Regions from separate parts of the Bombyx mori genome. Here region 1 is linked to region 2. A link is a contact called in public Hi-C data. All regions are on one chromosome and are shown on one strand. The core of a region is the stretch at or near the end of the contact, and the rest is flanking DNA. Distances in the headings are between cores, read along the strand shown.

Evidence for each region. Hi-C and Micro-C count contacts between places; a contact is called where the count stands out from the background.
Region 1: a Hi-C map of posterior silk gland shows a contact between it and region 2, with 2.3 times the contacts expected there. The contact joins the promoter of LOC110385485 here to the enhancer-like site in region 2. A contact is called at or near these places in 2 of 7 Hi-C or Micro-C datasets (middle silk gland and posterior silk gland).

What each region holds. Positions count from the first base shown.
Region 1 is chr19:12,015,758-12,021,599 of ASM3026992v2, forward strand. LOC110385485 (chaoptin) reads left to right here and starts at 3,014. Exons shown (of 2, transcript XM_021348957.3): 1 at 3,014-3,174; 2 at 5,168-5,842. The coding sequence starts at 3,141. All of the region lies in intron 1 of LOC101739906 (hemicentin-2), which reads right to left.
Region 2 is chr19:11,963,330-11,968,572 of ASM3026992v2, forward strand. The region is part of intron 5 of LOC101739906 (hemicentin-2); the gene reads right to left. Among protein-coding and RNA genes, the nearest start is that of LOC134200630, 24 kb to the left of the region's middle. Within about 2 kb of position 3,237, at least 1 of the 8 cell types and tissues checked has open chromatin away from gene starts, as enhancers often do.

The DNA of each region.
Region 1 (5,842 bases), core at 1,764-4,263, 52 kb after region 2:
GTAATGAGATATTGGTATTTGAACATCTAAATTTTAATGTAAATACTTATGATAATGAAATGTAAGATAAAGAATCAAAAACGGACGAATTAAAAGACACACTAAAAGAAGAAACAGAAAATTCCCTTCCTATCGCACATTACAATTGATATACCACTGGAGATACCGGAGATATAATCCAAGGAATGTTGAAGTGAGGAAGACGGCCGGTTGAAAAACCTATGCCAAATCCTTATGCAGTATGATAAAAGGACATGCTGCGCCAAACCATAATGTGGCATAAGAGCAAGAAGAAGAAAAATAACAAATCGAAGATGCACGTCTTGTGAAAGAAACAATTTTACGTAACGAAACAAAAAATAACAATTACTACAGCCCCAAGAATAAAGTTACGATTAATAAAATTAAGCTGATGGCCGGTAAAAATACAAGGGTAAAGTTGAATGGGGTAATTAACACGCAAATAGGCTTATTATAATTAATCATTGTGTAATTCGACCACATTTTAACTTTATGTTCAATTATGGTTTTTTAATGGGAGCCGGCTGATGAGCCCTCGGTCTGAGTTTCACGGTTATTATTTTAACTCTTTTATGTCCAGACTTATATTAAATTTAGTTGGCGATAAAAGCAAGCAGTAAAAGTAGTTAACACCTGCTATCAAAGTTCCTATAGATTAATATCAATCTAGTGGCAAGACATGTTGTAAAATCTGTTGCAGGATACCAAACGGGTCGGTCGGATTTTTTTATCCATAATTGCTCTGAAGCTCTTCTCACTAAAGTCATGGTTTATGGGGTTGAAGGCTGGCTGCGTTAAGAAGGTCTTTCCAGTTTCACCAAGACAAGCAAACTCAAGGTCTCCAGCCAGGAGGAAAAGATTTTGTAACTGCTCTTTGGGTGACAGTAGAAGAGGCTTAGCAGTTCAAGGGCAATTGTTTTGCGAATGCATCTACCACCGAATTGGAATTGCGACCCGCTTAGAAGATCCGACAAGAAATATGAGTATGATGGCCTGTGTTTTGGTAACTGCTACCAGTAGCGGCCAAAAGCACTTAAAGTGAATCGTTTCGATCCGACTCCCTGTGCATATTCATCCCATTTATCTTCTCTGTTGATTACTAAAAAAATATTAATTTCCATTGTCCTAATAGTTTATTTATTGACGATGAATAGTTTACTGCCGTTTCTGTAAATAATTCTCCCTTTAATCCCATATTTTAATACCTAGTATTTTCCTACTCGTTTTTGAAGCATAGCGCTGTATTAAAACAGACCATTTGTAATACAGCGAAGTTAATCTAGTGCCAAAGAAATTCTATAACAACATTTACATACACTCGAGAAACTCACCCTCCTAACTCCTTCTCAGGCAGGCGGGTATTTTTTATTTATTTACACTGATAATGGCAATTTTGATTTGTGTTCTACGAAACTCCTTTGGTTTTCTACACAGATCTTATTATAAATTAAAACATAAGTATTTTTCGAATATAAAGATTACTAAATAATTGACTTAAATCGTTTTAACTTTCGCAGCTATCTACATTACAAACACGCACAATTGTTGGTTTTTTACCCCGATTTTTCCACATAATACACTGGTCATGGCGCTTGCAAAAGCCCTGATATATCGAGCAGTCCCGTAAGAGCCCGTTACATAATATTGTTTTTGCACTTGCAGAGCCGAGAAGAAATTTTTGGGGTTCTTCGAGCAATTAGTACTGCAATATGTAAAAATACTCAAAGATTTAATTGGCTAAGTTACATAGACATACCGAAGAAGAAGAAACCGTTGTATTTACTGTCTTGATTAATACATTTTTCTGTAATACTATTAATAGGTACACATAATCAAAGTCGTTAGCCATATTCAGTATTTCAATATGCTCTAAACAATAAACGGCTTCTGTGTTATTTATCAAATAAATAAAGACTAAACTAGTTTATTTTAGGTGCTTTCGTACTTTTTTAAATTATTATATCATTATTCACAGCGCTGTTCGGATGCTGCATAACTGATAATAGTTTCCGGCGAACAAAACTATAGAGTAGTTCTTTTTTTCTAAATATTTTTGACATGCCATTAGAGAGTATTTAGAACAGGTTTTTATTATTTAAAAATCATTAATATTTCAATTGTATAATTAGTGCTTACTTTAATGAAACTCAGCTATTCATCATTTCCAAAAAAGTACACTGGTTTGGTAAAACTAAGCTCTAGAGCAAAGGTAGAGTTAGGATACCAATTTCTGGAATTACTTCCCAGATACGCCTAGTGGCGGTGTCTCATCATCATCATCATCATCATCATCATCATCATCCAGCTGTCATCCATTGCTAGACATAGGCCCGTCCCAATCTATCGAAACTATTTTTCAGCTCTCCTATTCCATTTTTTGCTGGCCACCTTTTGAAGGTCATCGCACCACCTAGCCAGTGTCCTCCTTCGTTTGACGTTACGCAGTATCTACTCAGGAACCCGTCTACTCCATCGATCGTCAGCTCTACGGCTATATTAGTTCTCTTTCAAGTAACCTCATTCCTAATTTTGTCCTTCAGGGAAACTCCGAGTATGTCTCTTTCCATGACTCGTTGAGTCTCGGTAACGGACTATCCGTATTGTGAGTTTCCACATCTCGACCGCAAAAGTCATAACCGGTAGGATGCCCTGGTTGAAAAGTTTCGTTTTAAGATACTACGATGAAAAGAAAGTATGAAGGATGAAGAATGGGGGACGTACTTAGCCGAACGCTGTCCAACTTAACTAGACCCTTTACTTAACTTCGGCTTAGCGGCGGTGTCTAGATTTCCAAAATTGCTTGTGGATCAGTTTCCGGTGTTTCTAATGCGTAAGTAACGTTACAATGATCGTGGTCTTCGATACCGCTTACCATAAGATGAGCTACTTGAATGATAAATAAATAAAATATTTAAACTGCGATAAAAAATAATAAAAAAACCATGTCTACTCCACGAATTTTGTTCTTTGACTTGAACCAAACAAAACAATTCATTTATTGTTCATAAACGCTGTGTCGTTTCGTGTGATAACATAATTACTTTAATAATATAAATAAATTGGTACCTTTAAGTGAATTTCAGTGAATATTAATTTCATTGTTTTAATTTAAAAAAAAAATGAATTTATGCAGTATACGCTTTCATTTACAATGTAAGTAAACTGAGATACATATCTAATCATTTGTAGTTAATTTTGAGTATATTTTGGATTTTTTTAAAAATCAATTTGTTGGGGTGAATGTTCCATTGGACGTACAAGTTCAAGGTCCATCTGGTACTGAGTGGTTATCAGAGTCCTTATCCTTAAGGTATCCCTAAGAATTAGGCCAAATGAGCAAAAATTAAAAGGCTAAGACAAACGGCGCTGTTCAGTAATTGCCCCTAAATTCTAATTAAACTGTTTTGCAAATCTTAATAGGTTAATTTTATTTTTTGTATTGTCGTTACAATTAGACTTTTTTCGTAATATTGCGTACCGATAGACGAGATCGAAGTCCATTATCCACATGAAGCGGTTGAACTCATGAATATCACAAGGTCCATCAGATCTTTGCATTAGATGCCTTTACCTCTAACACTAGGAGCAGGCTTAGGAACCCCGCTAACTACTCCCCGAATCCTGAGCAGGAGCCAGTCACCGTCAACGCCCTAGAAACGTCCTTACAGATCCATCAGATCCAATAACCTTTGAATCGGACACCTTTAGCTCTAAAACTAGGAGTAGGGACTACGGTAACCGTACTCGTCGAACTCGGCAAAGAGTTCAACGTTCATCATCATTATCCTGCCCTTCTCCCCAGTACCTGGGGTCAGCGCAACATGTTATCTCCTTCCATACTCTTCTATTATACACACCATTTCTTCGCTCACTCCCCTCTTACCCATATCGTCTTTCACGCAATCTATCCATTTCTTCTTAGGTCTACCTCTTCCTCTATATCCTTCCACATTCATATTTCACATTTTCTTACCAACCTCATTTTCATTTTGTCTCATTACATGTCCATTCCATCCCAAACGCGCACTTCTCAGCTTCTCTGTCACAGGTGACACTTTCAGACTTCCTCTAACATATTCATTCCGTATTCTATCCATCTCGTTACTCCGCATATCCATCGCAACATTCGCATCTTTGCTGCATGCAATCGCCTTTCATCCGCCACTTTTGTTGTCCAACAAGCTGATCCATACAAGACGGCAGGCCTTATTAAGGTCTTATATCCTCTTATCTATTAAGGTCTCTCCCTTTTAGGGGTAACCCAAGTAAACAAGTAACCCATCAATCATAAAAAAAAATCATAAGGTCATCGTTGAAGTCTCCAATTCATTGTATAACGTCCAAACGCATAATAGCAGAAATACCAAACAACGTATACCACCTTCAAAGTACATAATAATTCAGTATTTTTATTTGTGAGCTTGTAAATGGAGATTAGCACAACAAACGTTGAAGCGGTTTAAAGTGGTCTCCCGTGATTTACTGCGGCAAAAGCCAAAAGCCGAAGCCTCGAGCCGAAACTCTGTCGTTTGTTCCAATTAAATCAGCTTCCAAAGAAATAAGCAGTTAATTTGTGGATTTTTTTCAGTAAAACATTTTAAAAGCCGACCCACGCTCGTGGGTATGAAATATTTGGACTTTGGCCTTATGAGTCAGGGCGTGGTGTCCATTTTGTATCTTATCAATGTTTAAAAATAAACTCACGTAACGCAAGCCTTGGAGGGAATAATTGTGAATTGTTTGCGGTAGGCAGTCGCTTGACTGTGCTTCTGGCATTGCTGACGTGCATGCGCAACGGTAACCACTTACCAACGATTGGGCCGTATGACTACTTACAAGGGAAATCATAAAGAAATTGATCATTATTCATCATCATTATTATTCTCCTGCCCTTCTCCTAGTCACTTGGGGTCGGCGCAAAATGTTTTCTTCTTCCATACTCCTCTATCATATACCATTTCTTCGCTTTGTATATTTAGGCATAGCTTCTTTGTTTGTGATCATCATTACGGTCAGTTTTCGATTATTACGTTAAAATTATATTTTATTTGCAGCATACGTATTCACTGATAATTTACCACAAGTTGGTTCACAAAAATTAGATCTACTGAATGCGCTTTTGAACTTTTTTTTTTTTTTTTTTCAGATGTTATAGTCCCCCTGTCGTTGTTTGTTACGACTGTATTGACGAACTGCGAGCTAGTGGATATCGTTTCGAATTGTCAGTACACTATTGTATGTCATCATCACGCCGGCCGTGCGTCCGTACCTCTATGCCGGGGCGAACAAAATATCACCTTCGTTGTAACCGGCGCAAATACTCCTCTGGTGAATTTAAACTACTTCGGAGCTACTAACTTCGATGAGAGACTACGCTATTTTAAGGTTACCAACAGTACGTGGAGCGTTTTGTTCACGAATGCTTTCAAATACTTCTTGAACGTATTCCACGTGGACTTCGCCGGGAATAATATAAAAGAAATCAAGTCTGATGCCTTTGCCAATCTACCTAGACTAAGGTACCTTAATTTATCATCGAACTGTATATCCGTGATAGAGAACAGAGGCTTTAAAGTATCGGACGCGGGGAATGTTCTGGAAACGTTAGATTTATCGAATAATAGTCTAACTAATTTGTATGAGCACATATTCTATCCATTGATCAATTTGAAGTATTTATATTTACAGAGCAATTTGATACATTTTATCGATGACAGCGCCTTTTTGTATACAAAAAACGTTGTGATTTTGCATTTGGAAAATAATCTAATTAGTTCACTTAACATGACTCTCATACATTTAAAGGCGCTGACTGACCTGG
Region 2 (5,243 bases), core at 1,987-4,486:
GACCTAATGCCTGAAGGGTTAACGGTAAAATTTACATTATCACTGGTGGTGGGACCTCTTGGGAGTCCGCACGGGTAGGTACCACCACCCCGCCTATTTCCGCCGTGAAGCAGTAATGAGTTTCGGTTCGAAGGGTGGGGTAGCCGTTGTAACTATACTGAGATCTTAGAACTTATATCTCGAGGTGGGTGGCGCATTTACGTTGTAGATGTCTATGGGCTCCAGTAACCACTTAACACCAGGGTTGGGCTATGAGATCGCCCATCCATCCAAGGAATACAAAAAAAAAAAATTTACCTTAACTAAGACGTTCAATCATTATTATTATTTCTGCGTCGTTCCAACAAACATGGTCACCACACGTTATTCCGTTGCGAGACACAAACGGGTCTTCGATACACGAAATGATTTTCTCTATGCAAATACGGCCGTATCATCTACATTTGGTGGCGGCTTTTGTTCTATGGCACTTAATGCGTAGGCTGTCGATGCGATTCCTCGTTGAGATCTCTTTTGATGCTCATTTATCGGCAAAACTCTTAAGCAACTCTAAAAATTCTAAAACCGATATTTGTTTCAGAGATTCAATGGCTTGTCACTGAAAACAGAGCTATCCATAATTAAAGAACACTAGAGGTCCCGCAGTAGTCGAAATTCGACTATAATTAATTGGAATTGTAAGTTTGTACACTATTATAATTTATACTTCTATAATTTCGCCAAGACTACACTATAAAAATATTACCAAAGGTAAACAATATTTAATCTATTCTCAATTTTACAACAGACGCCAAGAACAAAAGTTTGACAATAAATAGTATGCATGCGTGTGTGCGTCAAATACATGGTATGTAGTGTGTGTAATGATTTCTTTATTGATTTAATGTATCTTTTATGCATTATTTTAAAAAAATATTAGCATTGTGCTTCTTCTTCTCTATATTCTCTATAAGTGTGGAATGTTTCATACTCCTCCGTCCGCGCATTTTTCGTAAAAAGGGATATAAAGTTTTTGCTTCACGTATTAATATTACTGTTTAAAATTGTCTCTATTTTCTGTCGTTTTGTATGTTTTCGGATACTTGGCAGTTTCCGTGGTCACAAATGACAACGGTTTACGGCATGTATTTAAGCTTGTAGGTTGTGACGTTGTGGCGATAGCCATCATAGAACACAAGATCTTTGACAAATGCCTGAATCTCGCTTACGACATTTTCAAGATAAGCTTGCATATATACAAGTTCCGAACAATAACATTCGGGCCGTCGGTCTACCGAGCAACTTCGCTCGCTCAGTGAAAGATCTTCCCTTTGTAGTAATTCCCACAACGTATTTTGACGATGAGCTGAATCGCTACCTTATATAAATCTTTGAAGAGTGTAATAGTTGTGATGATATTTCGTATTCATGTTTCAAGGTGAGTGGCGGTACCGACATTATTTTCATGAGCTCCAGCTACCGCTGATCTGCGGTTATTTCAGCTTCTCCTTGACGTGTAGGTGAGCTTACGGGGCTCAAATCGGGAATGTTGCTAACACTAGCCCTAGTAAGAGCAGTGCTTCGTAGAATCTGCCACCGGATCGGAAACGCGACCCACTGAGAAGATCCGGCGAGAAACTCAGTGGGCTAAAGTGACGCTCTCACACATGCAGTACAACGACGGAAGCTATTTAGTTTACAAGCTTACGGAAAATGTGTGTGTCATATGTAATCTATATAAGTACCTATATTTAACATTATGTGTATTCTATAATACTGAGATGTTGTTTTAAGGAAGATTTTTGTTTTGAGTTTGTTCTTTTTTTGTTTTTTGTTTTGTTGTTGTTGTTTGTTATTCTTTTGTTAATGCACCTACCATGCATTATCTCTGCACCACCCTATGGCCGACTGGAAGAGAATGCCCATGGCATTAAGTCCGCCTGTGTACAAGTTTTGTTTTGTGCATAAAGTATAAATAAAAAATAAAAAATGTTGTCAGAAATGTATTTGTTGTTAAGTTTTAACACGTTCACCAAAAGCTGTTTGAATTCGCTTTGAAGTCGTATTTGTTAATGAACGATGCATTTCAAAATGTACGCGGAACATTTTGAATGTTGCATTTTCCAAAATAAAGCTGGCCGTGTTGAAATGAGGAAATAGTTGATTTCTATTACATGTTTAGAGGAAAATTTTGATAAAAATAAGTTTGGAAATTACGGTATTAACTATGATTCATATTAACTAACATTTAACTTCTTTTTCTTTACCTTATCCCACTAACACAGGTAATTTTTCTCATCCATTCTCTTCTGTCAGCCGTCAGCTCAACACTCACTCCTCTCTCTCTCTTATATCCTCATTTACCCACTCCATTCATGTCTTCTTGGTCAACCCCTTCCCTCTCTACCTTGCACTACCATTTCCTTTAATTTAATTTCAGCTAATTCATACTATTTTCATTTCGCACCTATTAAATTTTCATATAGCCAAAGGCTTAGAATTTTACTAAAAAAAAAGTATAGATTTTATTATTATGAAACAAAAGATACGCTCTTCAAAATCAAACAAAACATCTAAATACGTTGTATTGCATCGGCTTTGAAGCGATAAACAATATAATTCTATTTTTGGAATTAATTATCAGTTCACATCGGAACAATGTGCTATCGTTACGTGTTCTATTTTCAGGGCCGGATTTAGACTTAATGCCGCTCCTGGGCACCGGAAAAAGTCCGCCCCGATACTAGAATTTTATCTAAACTTATAGTTTATATATTTTATTTTTCAAAATTAAAATAACTAATTTATTGCAGAAGCTTTATCATAATATGTTATATATTCCAAAAACATAAATTAATATCTGTTTTTTTCTAACAATTATAAATTTTGCACTAAGGGTGCCAATTAATTATTTATTATTATTCTCTATTAGGTATTCTTTAATTCCAGAAAATGGAAAAATCGATTATTATTTCAAATGTCCAAGAAAATAAATTGTTAAATCATTTTGATTATTAATTTTTAACAAAAGTTCCAAAATTATAATTCACAAATAATGGATGAATTGAATTTGTTGAATTATCAATTAAACAGAAAGTTATTAATTACTAGAATTAATTAATTATATTCAACAATATTGCTAAGACAAAAAACAATACTTTAAAAATTTTGCCGCCCTGGGCACTTGCCCCAACCGCCCCTAGTGTAAATCCAGCACTGTCTATTTTCATCATTGTAATGTCTAATTTCAAACGAAACACGTCAACTGGTAGGTACCGCGTTTAGCGCTGACACGAAACTGACGAAGCTGACGCGAACCTCGACGCGTATACACGAACTCGTAACAAACAATCAGATCGACGCGTGCTTCGAATAACAACGATGCGCGGAATGTAGACGTCCACTGAATTGGAATTTGTGTGAGGATACGTGATACACAAATTGTTTACATACGAACAGTGCCAATGAAATGTTAAACGGCGTGATTGTAGATGGGATATAAATATTTTTTGGTACATCTCGTCATCATGTATCAGACCTCAGGCTCTGGATTGCGATAGCGGAAGGCTATCTTAAGACTATTTTAATTCCATTCATTAGTATTTAAATAATCACATCTATATACATTTTTTGTCTTTTCGATTTATATTTAATTTCTCCCATTGATGACTCCTCGTCAGTGACAGCAACAGTAGACTGTCTAAATATTTTTTATAAAAAAAATAATTATTATAAAAAAAAGAACATAATATTCCTAATTATTCCCTTGGTTCTGTGTTAGCCCACCGAGTTTCTCGCCTGATCTTCTTAGTGGGTCGTAATTCCAATCCGGTGGTAAACTCTGCGAAGCACTGCCCTTGTTAGGGCTAGTGTTATTAAATTCTCTTAGGTTGAGCCGGTGAGCTCACCTACCGGCCGGTCATATCTGGAATAGGGCCTTAGGTTACCAGCGAATAAGTAGGGGGAAAAATTGTTCTGTTGCTCCCTGAAAGCGCTTAAATCGTAGATACGTGCGAAGTTTAAAAGTTTGTTTACTGGAATCTATATATTAATACGTGAAGCAAAAACTTTGTATCCCTTTTTACGAAAATTGCGCGGACGGTGGAGTATGAAATTTCCCACACTTATAGAGAATATAGTGAAGATGTGCACAATGCTAATATTTTTTTTTTAAATAATGCATAAAAGATACATTAAATGAATAAAGAAAACATTACACACACTACATACCATGTATTTGACGCACACACGCATGCATACTATTTATTGTCAAAGTTTTGTTCTTGACGTCTGTTGTCAAATTGAGAATAGATTAAAATATATTGTTTGTCTTTGTTAATATTTTTATAGTGTAGTGTAGTCTTGGCGAAATTTGTGATTAAAGAAGTACAAAATACAATCATAATAGTGTACAAACTTACAATTCCAATGAATTATAGTCGAATTTCGACTACTGCGGGGCCACTAGTTCAATTAAATATCGTAACGATTCATTCAAAAATGAGAATATGTCATTGACCGAATGCGAACGAAAGAAAGTCATTACGGCTAAGGTATTTTAATTAACATCAACGGAATGTTCCCTACAAAACAAAAAAAAACCTTTTGAACGTAATTCACTAGAAATATTAATATTATTAGTTCTTTTCGATTCGTAGGGCTACGGAAACGGTCGATATTCGGTCTCTCGGGTCACTGATTCGAGGCCAGGCTCACGAGCATTACGCCCGTGAAGTTAATTAGCGGATATGCCTTCACGCGTTTCTGGGGGCTAAGGCGCTGTCACAAGGTGGGTAAGTAATCGCTTAGCATCAGGTGGGCCGAAATGAGCCAATGATACTCAAAATACGCAACGATTATAATCTTAATGTCCACAATTGACTTTCACGATGAACGAATAACATTGTGTCATAAAAAAAGGTGAAAAAAAAACGTTATTACGTAGGTAATATGCAGTGGATATAAATACCTGAAATATAAAGTTATGTTCGGTAGGCATAGGTTGGGGAGTCTACGGGTTCCGGCAACCCCTTAAATACAGAGAGCTCCATGGGGCTGTGAGCTTAAGGAATAAAATAAAAACAGTGTCGGTAGTAATAGTTAGTCTAGGCTGTTTAATTAGTTCGCGGAGACCTCGTAAAAGGTTCGGCCCACGGCCTGAGAAAAAAGGCTGTTTAGTTAGATACCTTTAGTTAAATAGTACAGTTGGCCTTTAAAAAAAATATTAGCGACAGTTAATGGCTAAATTTGGGCTGTGGTACTAT